Regions from separate parts of the Sus scrofa genome. Here all the other regions are linked to region 3. The links are chromatin contacts, called in public Hi-C maps. All regions are on one chromosome and are shown on one strand. The core of a region is the stretch at or near the end of the contact, and the rest is flanking DNA. Distances in the headings are between cores, read along the strand shown.

Evidence for each region. A called contact is a pair of places that touch in the nucleus more often than the background predicts.
Region 1: a contact with region 3 is called in a Hi-C map of embryonic fibroblasts, with 2.8 times the contacts expected there. The contact joins the enhancer-like site here to the promoter of ZNF608 in region 3. A contact is called at or near these places in 3 of 47 Hi-C or Micro-C datasets (embryonic fibroblasts, fibroblasts and heart right ventricle) and 1 of 2 datasets of contacts at active chromatin or transcription factors (skeletal muscle).
Region 2: a contact with region 3 is called in a Hi-C map of liver, with 8 times the contacts expected there. The contact joins the enhancer-like site here to the promoter of ZNF608 in region 3. A contact is called at or near these places in 5 of 47 Hi-C or Micro-C datasets (embryonic fibroblasts, heart right ventricle, liver and 1 more) and 1 of 2 datasets of contacts at active chromatin or transcription factors (skeletal muscle).

What each region holds. Positions count from the first base shown.
Region 1 is chr2:127,786,286-127,789,402 of Sscrofa11.1, forward strand. The region is part of intron 2 of LOC110259460 (a long non-coding RNA gene); the gene reads right to left. Among named protein-coding and RNA genes, the nearest start is that of ZNF608, 370 kb to the right of the region's middle. Within about 2 kb of position 1,801, at least 32 of the 83 cell types and tissues checked have an H3K27ac peak or open chromatin away from gene starts, as enhancers often do. A contact at or near this core is called in skeletal muscle, where this site is marked.
Region 2 is chr2:128,428,050-128,431,382 of Sscrofa11.1, forward strand. All of the region lies in intron 10 of LOC102158243 (a long non-coding RNA gene), which reads right to left. Among named protein-coding and RNA genes, the nearest start is that of ZNF608, 270 kb to the left of the region's middle. Within about 2 kb of position 1,887, at least 24 of the 83 cell types and tissues checked have an H3K27ac peak or open chromatin away from gene starts, as enhancers often do. A contact at or near this core is called in liver, where this site is marked.
Region 3 is chr2:128,155,246-128,158,226 of Sscrofa11.1, forward strand. It overlaps ZNF608 (zinc finger protein 608), which reads right to left and starts at 1,524. Exons shown (of 13, transcript XM_005661601.3): 1 at 895-1,524.

The DNA.
Region 1 (3,117 bases), core at 551-3,050, 370 kb before region 3:
GGATGAAGAGACAGGCAACGGGATGCACCCACTTGGGTCACTCTTCCAGCATCGGAAGCCAAAGAGCTGGCCCTCTCCTGGGATAACAGGGAGGGGTCACATCTGAGGATTTAGAGAGAGTCATGTGCAATCAACAAATTACCTAAAATTATTTCCACCACCAAAGCCAGGAGAAGGGGAGACGTAGCGGAAGCTAATAGTTGAGACCTGAGTTCTAACTCCGCCCTAAACAGCTACACCTCCTTCATCAAGTCAGTGGGTCTCCATCTTCTCATCTCTACAATAAAAGAATGGCTGGAGGCATTCTCTTCCAAGTCAGTGACCTAAGTTTCTGGGAAAACATTACTGCTCACCCATACCAAGTACGAGGGGATCTCCACAACCTCACCATAAATGCGGGAAAAGTGACCCTATTGCTCATTTCATAAACAAAACCGAGGGGGAAATTTCTAGAAACTCTCTTAGACTTAAGAACAGAGATCCCTTACCACCAACCTCTAATTGACCCTACTCTATTTCACAGAGAAAACAGAAGCTGTCAACGAAGGTCTCCCTCAGACTCCCTAAAGAATGTTCTAACCCACATTCAGAAACACCCCCAGATTAGTCTTGCCCAGGAGAGGTCTATAGAATCTGTGATATTATCTAGAAAAGCAGTTCAACTGTTAGAACGTCCCAGAGAGAAAACCGTGTCACCGGAACTAAGTGAAGTGACTGGGAAGCAGCCACAAAAAAAATCATCCCCCTCAGAGAGAAGACATATGAGCCGACAGGATTTAACAAACCTTTGTGTAACCCTAAAATTAACTGACACACAGTTTAAAGCCAAATCAGGGGGGAAAAAAAAAAAGAAATCTTTTTGAGAAAGTCACTTTCCTAGAAACTCAGGCCGGAGAGCAGAGGAAGGATTTTTCTTTCATTTTCTTTCCCAGCCAGATGAGTCATTTCAGAACAACCACTGAGTGCTGAACAATGAGACATTCAAGGACCAAAACCAGAGAGTCATTTTTTTTTTTCACCACAACACCCTCGGGTAGCTGTTCACTGTCTCTGGCAGACAAAATTATTTTCCAGCCGGCTCCTGGAGGACCATCTATAAACAAATTAGAAATTTCAAAGGGTTTGTTTTCTGCCTTCTGGCTGTCAGTAGGGGCCGTTCCCTTTGTGTCCTTCATATGAAAAAGTAATTTAACAAAGAAAAAAAGAGAGAGCACACCTCGGTTCGAAACAGACAAGCATGTACCCTCTCTCCCCCTCCCTTTCATCACACCCCCCTCTGCCCATTGTCATGTTTGGTCAGTTTTCTGTCAAAACAACTTTTATTGTATGCAGCTTTCATCCTGCAGGGCTCTGTGAGCTTGAGAGACAAGTTGTTTTCCTACAGCCATTCCATCAATAAGAAGAAAATGGAAAAAGAGCACTGATTTATGGCTGATTCTCCCTAACAAATAGTGGCAGTGACCACCCACCAAGCTATGTAGGGAGGGGAAGTTAAAAGTGGGCCCCATTGCCACCCAGCTCAGATTCAGACCCAAAACAAGAGATCTCTATAAACATGTTCCAAAAGCTGGTCAAGGAAGGCATGGTACATATTTCAGCAGGAAGAGAGAATGAGTCTGCCTAATGCTAACTCAGAAGAGGAATTAAGCTTCATGTCTGGCCCTTCTAGAAAAACTGCCCCCTCAAAAGATCCCGGTGGATGGGAAGCACCAGGTAGTTAGACATAAGGAACGTAGTATATTTCAAAGGAGAAAGCTGGCAAAATTGGTGCCCAGTGTACCAGTAAGGAAACTTAGACCTAAAGGGAAAGGAAGGTATATCACCAAACAGTGACACAGCAAAATGTCCAGAGGAGAGGACAGGGTCACAGCTCCTTGTTTTATGTGGCCCAGAGACAGCATTTGGGGAATAAGATGCTTTCCTTGGTTTTGGCTTGAAAAGTCCATTTTCTCATTATTATCTTATTTTTCATTCTTTGGGATTGATTTGGGGCTTGGCTAGCAGTCAAGAGCTGGAGAACATGAGGTTCGCAAATGCAGCTATTTCTAGCAGGCTGATACGCTCTACTAACCATGGTTTAAGTGGCATGCCAAATCTGGACTTTGCTTTCTAGGTTTGCACTCTAAGGTGAACAGGTCTTCAAAGCCTTGCTAGCACAGAGCATTTCATTTAAAGAAATTCTTGGCTCAGGCAAACCAATTTGGAACCGTTGGGTGTATGCCAAGAGAGAGAAAAATACCGGGTGGCTTAATGTGGTTTAGTGCACTTTTTTTAAAAGGTGTATTTTGCATACACTTATTTCCAATTCTTTGTCTGCAGAGTGTCTGGATTCTGCAGGTAGATTTCTAACAGTAATTCCAGGCTTGAGGATCAAGTAAAGAACGAAAATGGCTTGAGAAGTAAAAGCTTCAGAACAGTCAGAGCCCAAGCCCGAGTTTGGAGCATAGCCCTGTGTGGGTGTGTGTGTCTTTGCACACTCGCACGTGTGCCTTTTGCTGGAGGAGGTGCACGTGGTATGCAGGGCGCCAGTGAATGAAGTGGAGATGAAGGACAGAGACGTGATGCCCCAACCTGGCCAAGGCTCAAATACCAACCCTTTAGCCCTGATTAAGCAAAATCCTCACAACAGCATTCAGGTCACGGGCAGCAACACCGGCTGGCTCACTGCCAACTCACAATATGTTCACTCGCCCTCAGTATGTATGTACCTTCCACACATATCCCCAAATGCAGGCTTGGAAGCCAGTTAAGTAATAAACACTGTTCTAGATTCACTGACTTTTTAAAACATTCACAAGAAACATATTCCTAGTCTGTTTCCCAAGAGCGAGATGAAGCCATTCCTTTCTGCCCACGTTAAAGAAAAGCATCATCTTGGTAGTACAGAAAAGGAGTCAGATTTCAAGGAGAGCATTCATAGTATTTGGGCCAAGATGACTGACCTGGGTTCAAATGACTAATAGAGAACAGATGAATATTCCTTCCCTTCCCCCAACTGCATAAAAGCATACAGTATTGTGCTGAAGACAGGATTTAATAAGCCTAAACACATGTAATATAAGGAAGATGAAATGCAAACCACAGAAGGTGTCTAGGCAGTGTATTCAATGCCATACA
Region 2 (3,333 bases), core at 637-3,136, 270 kb after region 3:
ATTAGGTATAGGCTACTAGCAACAAGCAAGAGTGAGGAAAGAAAAACCTCTAGACTGCATCTCCAAATACATCACCTAATTTACATAAATTGGTCCAGATTCCCAGAATTTTGGCAGGTGCTTTAGAAAACAATGTGTTGGTGATGCCAATAATTAAAAACCAGTCTTCAATTCCTATGTCCATTTAATCTTTCTAAATTTAAGAAAATCACTTACATCTGTTACTGTACTTTCTGGTTTGTTTTCTTTTTCTAGGCCAGGACTATGTCAGGGTGAATGAGCCAATGAGGCACTTGCCTTGGGTACAAAATTTAGGGGCTATTAAGAAATTGAGTAATCAAGATAAATCATATGTTAATGCTATATTTTAAAAATCAAAATTAATGCAAAAAAATCCATGATGAACAAAGCATCACAATTTTAAATAAAATACAGTCAGTATTATTGATTGGTACTTTTGCCCCAGGCCCCAAAATTGTGGGGTATAGTGTCATTACTGAGCCCAGGACTCTTTTTTCCCCCTGTTGTCAGTCCATTAAAAGAGTTCTTAATGATGTGGTGGCAGGGACAGCAGTAAGAAAGCCCGAAAACACTGATATTTGAGTATATAAAATCCTCTTCCTTTTAGTTATCTTTGTGGCTTCTATTCTTCATAATTCTGCTTGAGGAACAAAACCTGGATGGAGTTTTTGCTTGAAATATGTGTCTGCTTTCCTCATTCTCTTTGTCCTATAAAATTTAAGAAATTAAATACGCTTTCTTAGGAGCTTTTCTGCCTTCCTGCTGTTGTATAACAGATAATAACTTTTTACCTCCTTCTCCTTGGTAATTAAAAAAAAAATGGCCTGCCCCTCGAAAAGACAGTGATCTTTTCATGGTTTCCTTACCAATCTGATAAAAACCAAAACAAACCCCCACCCCCACCCCAAACCAACCAGACTATTAACAGCATTTTAATACCGGGCACCAGTAACGCAGATATATTAGAGACAGCACTGACGTTACACTATCTGTTCAAAACTCAAACCAATTGACATCAAACTAGAAAAGTGGTTTGTAACCTGAAAATAGCTCATTGTTTCTTTGCTGATCATGAACCATCTAAGAGTATTCAAAGTATTTGGGGCTGGGCCAGAGTAAGACCAATGAGGCCAGAAACACTGTGGCCAAGGAAAAGACAATCAATAGGAAATGACATTTGCCGTCCTGTGACTTTGACCCCAGGGGCCAGGCTTGAGGTCATGTGGAGGTGGGCTGGGGGAAGGGAGCCCAAAGAGAACATCTCAGCTGGGAGCCAGGTTCCTGGTGTGACCTTACAAGTCTCAAGGGTCCCTGATGCCTGTCTGACAGACAGCTGGGTGAAAAGAGGCTCCTCCTACCTCACAGTTGTCATAACAGCCTTTTTATTCTAGCATCGTCAGGACTGCTTTTAAGAGCAGTTTGATAGATGGCATTTTCTGCAGTGTGAGTAGTGGGAGGAGGGGGAGGAGAATCTATTTGCTGCACAGGCAGTTTTTGTGATTTGAACACCACTCTCCCACCCCCTTCAAACTCAGCCCTGTACGACAGAGCACACACACTGGCTTGTTACCACTCGCCTTGTGGCCTCTGGGATTCCTTTCTCTTTAGCTGTGTTTCTCAATCCTTTGCATCTCTCCGAGGCAGAAGTAGCAAAAGCAGCAGGAAATGGCAAAGGAATACAAGCCTGTGCTGTTTCTGGAACACACTGAGCTTGTGTCTACACTCTGGAGGTAGAAATTCTGCCTTAAGAAAAATATTCCACTGCAGAGCTCTTTGTCTACTTTCCAAAGCACACAGAAATGGATCAACTTAAAACGTAGGCACCCCAAAGCCTGACATGTAGATGACCCTGACTAAAATGACTATTTACAGAGCAAGGACATCGAGGGCTCCTCGTGATGTAAAGGATGTTTCTGCCACCTCCCCCACTAGGGCAGAGACAACACATGATAAGGTCCAGGACTGTTAGATAAAAATTTCTGCTTGGGGTAACTCCCCTCCTTTTCCTCCCATTCATCAAATCAGTTCAAAGCTTAAGTAAAAGAAACCAAGATTTTTATGAATATACACCTGATTTGGTCAATATTGAAAAATAAATTAGGCGTGCCATTCAGTATTTCTACTATTTGGAGAAATACATTTCTTTTGGCACACATCATCTTTCATCCACACCTTTCAGAGTGCTGAGAGACTTTGTTTTGGGAACCTGCTCCAGTATCTTCCCCTATAATGTATGCATTCTTATCCTTAGGTAATAACAGGACATGTGATGTCTCTATTGGGGCACCATTTTGAGAGGGCCTTGGAAAGCAAGGTATAGACAATTGTTGCGAACACATTTCTACCCTTTCTGTAAGGTCTTGCAGAAGTAGAAACATCTGCCTAATGAAGGGGAATGGATGGATGGTACATGTTTTGCTCCAGTTGCTGAGCATGGATGAAGATTTGGGAAGGGGGGCTATTTGAAATACTCTTACCTGACAGATAGAAACAACTGATTTTATTCCAGGTATTCAAGGTAGATTTTCTAAGATGCACAGCACAAAGAGCAATGTCAAATTCTCCCTATGAAAATCTGTGTGACCCCTTGTAAACAGCGTGCAAAGGAGTTCCAAGAAAATCACAGGAAATTCACTGAGCATTAGTAGCCTCATCATGTGATCATCATCTGCTCCCTATTTTTCTTTTTTTTTTTCAGTAAGAGATTGATATTGGTAGTAACATGCTTGCTAGAGCAATAGGTTGGAAAGGAAATTGTTTCCTTTCCTATATTTTAAGAATGTTCCTTTTTGGCAGACATAATCTCTTAAAAATGATCTTGCTTTCAGATAGCTACAAATATATCATTGAGTGCTTTTTGTATGAATGCTGGGCTGATAGATTTAGATACAAGGGAGGGATTGCAGGTTTTTCACTACCATAAATCCCATGTCACATCACCAGCATGATGGAAGCATTTTGATAGATAACATAAACTCATTAATCACTACTCTCTTAAACTAAGTACAGAGAAAGAATTTTAAAGGTTCCACATTCCAACATTTGTGAATGCCTCCTCTTTTAAAAATGCCACCCTTTATTAGTTCATGCTGTTTAAGATAGCATGAGTTAACTCCATGAAAAGAGACTGTGTATCAGGGGAAGAAAGGACTGGAAAGGGGAGGGGGGGGAAGGGAAAGGAGGCAAGAAGATTAAATTCCGTCTTAAATCCAAACACGGGCGAGATTGCATGCTAGCATTAATGTCTTTGTCCTCTTTCCAGAGAATGTTGGCAGCCTTCCAGTTTATTAAAACAACAATCCAGTGCTGATC
Region 3 (2,981 bases), core at 274-2,773:
ATAACCAAACCCGAAAAACATACCCATGACAGTAAGCATCTCACAGTAGCTAAAAAAGAAAAACCCTTTATGAACAGCACAAGGATAATCACTTTTTTAAAGGCATCAAAATATCTTAAGGATCTGAGTCAAGTCCAGAAAGGTTTAAAAAAAAAAAAAAAAGAGAGTTTAGGATTTTTTCTTTCTGGCACATACACATGATAACAACCCCAGAAACACAGCCTGAACACTCAGACAAGAGGAAGGAACACGCTTTAAACATCCTTAAACATGTCCTAGATCTTGCAATTTAAAAGACCAGACCCTGGAAGTTCTCTGAGACTAGTTTCAGAATGATGTTACTAAATTCTTCTCATTTCTAATTTTATTACTTCTTTTTACAAATTGTCTGGGCAATCTGTTTTTGTTCCCAGTAAGGAACAGGAAAAAAACAAAAAAAAAAGAAAAAAAAAACAAACAACCAATACGCCCCCCCATACCCATACCCCCTCTCCTATCCTGTCTTTCCCAACAGTTAATACAATTTTATTCTTGAAATATACACACGTCTTTAAGAGCATTTCTCTATTAAAGAAAAGACAGTGTTAAATAAAAGGCTAAATATCTGCCTTTGGAGAGAAAAAAAATTACATCTAAACAATTCTACCGTATTCCTAGGTCACAGACTTGCTCAGTCTGTTAAATATGGTGCTACTGACTGTACGGGAAACTGATTAAGACATACACTTTAAGTGATCTGCGCCAAGGTGGCCTCAATGACCGCAAATGAGTGTGTGTTTGACAAAGATCAGTTAAAACGGTTTTTAAAGGGATCAGCCCCTTTTTAACAGTTGTCAAGAAAAAAAAAATAAATATACATACACACACACACACACACACACAGACATTGCTTACCTTTAATCCTTTATCATTTTTTAATTAGGCCAGCAAATCAAAATGCCTTTCCCACTCCACTCGGCAAACAAGCCTGTGCCTCATTTTACTTAAACACCAAATGATCAAGAAGGAAGGAACCAAATAACACATCTCAGCCAGAATAATCACTCGATAACATTATTCCACCTCCCCATCCCCCTTTTGGCAAACGAATCAGTCCTTTTCTCCTTAAAAAAATGTGTCACTGTACAGCTGGAAGATAATGTTTCACATTCACAACAGAAGCACCAAAAGGGTTTTTTCCTCTTAACAAGCATCGAGAATAATAGTTTTTTAAAAAAAGAGAGCGAGCTTAGAGAAAAAAGTTTTCCCAACTTCTCATTCCGCCTTCAGTTCCAGACTTCAGAGTCACCGTGATCAGTAAGTAATGATCCCATGTAGCAAACCTACAGGCGTCCGCTAGTAACAAGACAGAATGTGCTAACATCGGGATAAATTAGTGAAAGGGAAGAAAGAATAAGAAGAAAGGACTGAAAATCTGGGCTGGATTCCGCCTGTTAGTCGGGAAGTGGCATTTTTCCGCCCGTCCTGACAGATTTGATTTCTTGAACTAACTTAAGAGGAAAGGAGGGGGACGCGGGGGGTGGGGAGGGGGGAGGAGGAAAGGGGGGGGACGAGAAGCCCGGCAAGAGGAGAACAAGAAAGGTGCGAGGGGGAGGGGAGCAGAGTATTCAGGGAGCTGATAAACCAGTTTTAACAGCCTTCGCTCGGGGCGGGGGTCGGCGGGGTGGGGAAAATAACGGCGTTTAAAATTGGTTCAGTCTTCGAAACCTAAAGGATGTGATGTTTTCCTGTTTTATGTTGTTTTAAGAAAAAGGAACCGAGTTCCTAGTATAAGTCCCTGAGGGGGAGAAAAAAAAAAAAAATCTGCTGTCGCTCAAGTCAATCAGTCATGTGGTAATTCGATAATTAGAGGGGAAAAAAAAAAGATTTTTTTAAGGCGACCTTTTTCAGGACAGTTTTTCCCATTTATAGTCGCAGCAAACGGTGCGTCTCCTTTTTATTTATTTTTCTCTCCTCCTCCTCCCTCGCCCACCCCCTCCTGTGTTTAGTCAGATGGCCCCAGAGCTTGGCTTAGTATTTTTAATTAGCTGGCGTTTGGAAGCTAAAAGCAGTAATGAATTGTTGATGGATTGGAAGTGGAGAGTCGCTTTGCTGGAAATGTCGGGGCTGGGAGAGGGGGATGGGCGAGTTAGCAACAACCAACCATCTAAAAGAAGCGATTTTGTTACAGTGCAAGCCTTTCACATCACGTGAGGATCAAGGGCTCAATTGGTTGTCGTGAGAACAAAAATGGTGACAAGCGTATCAAGAAAATACTGATCTGGTCTTTAAAAAAAAAGCTGAAGGTCTCTCCCCTCCCCCTGCACACACTCTCCCCACCGCCGCCTCCCCCCACCCCCGCCCTTGCAGTGGGAGCAGCTACAAGTTATGAATGTGAAACATTTCTCGCAGATCTAGGCTCGGAAGTTCGGAAGGAGTGAAATGTAATGAGCACAAGAGCAAAGCAGATGTTTTAAAGAAACACCTTATAAACCTTTCCTCAACTTATCTCCAATTTGTCGGCTTTCCCAAGGGGCCGGGATGGGGACGACCAGGCGAGCGGGGAGGGCACTTCCAAGCTACTTGGATTTTAGGGACCCCCCCCCCACCAATGTCTTAAACAAAGAAAAACATTTTGCTAGCTCCCTAGGCAGGTCCTGTAATAAACACACCATTGTTACTATTTGTGGGTTTGTTTGGGTTGGGTGGGGCTTTTTTTTTTTTTTCTCCTTAATGGTGTTTTTGCTGCTTGCTTTTTTAAGGAGGTGGAAAACGGTAATTATAACCATTACATGTAATGGGTGACTATTCCCTTGTTTAATATTAAATTATTGGGCACTAGATGTGACAAGAGACAGAAATCGGCTTGCTCTGCCCTTGCCCCCATTTTCCTGGCTCGGTTTGGAAGAGGGTCCTGCCCAGCTAGGATAGGAGAGGGTGGGGTGAGGTGCGCTAGAGAATGGACACTGCAGATCAGGATTTGTAACTGTGTCACTTTTATT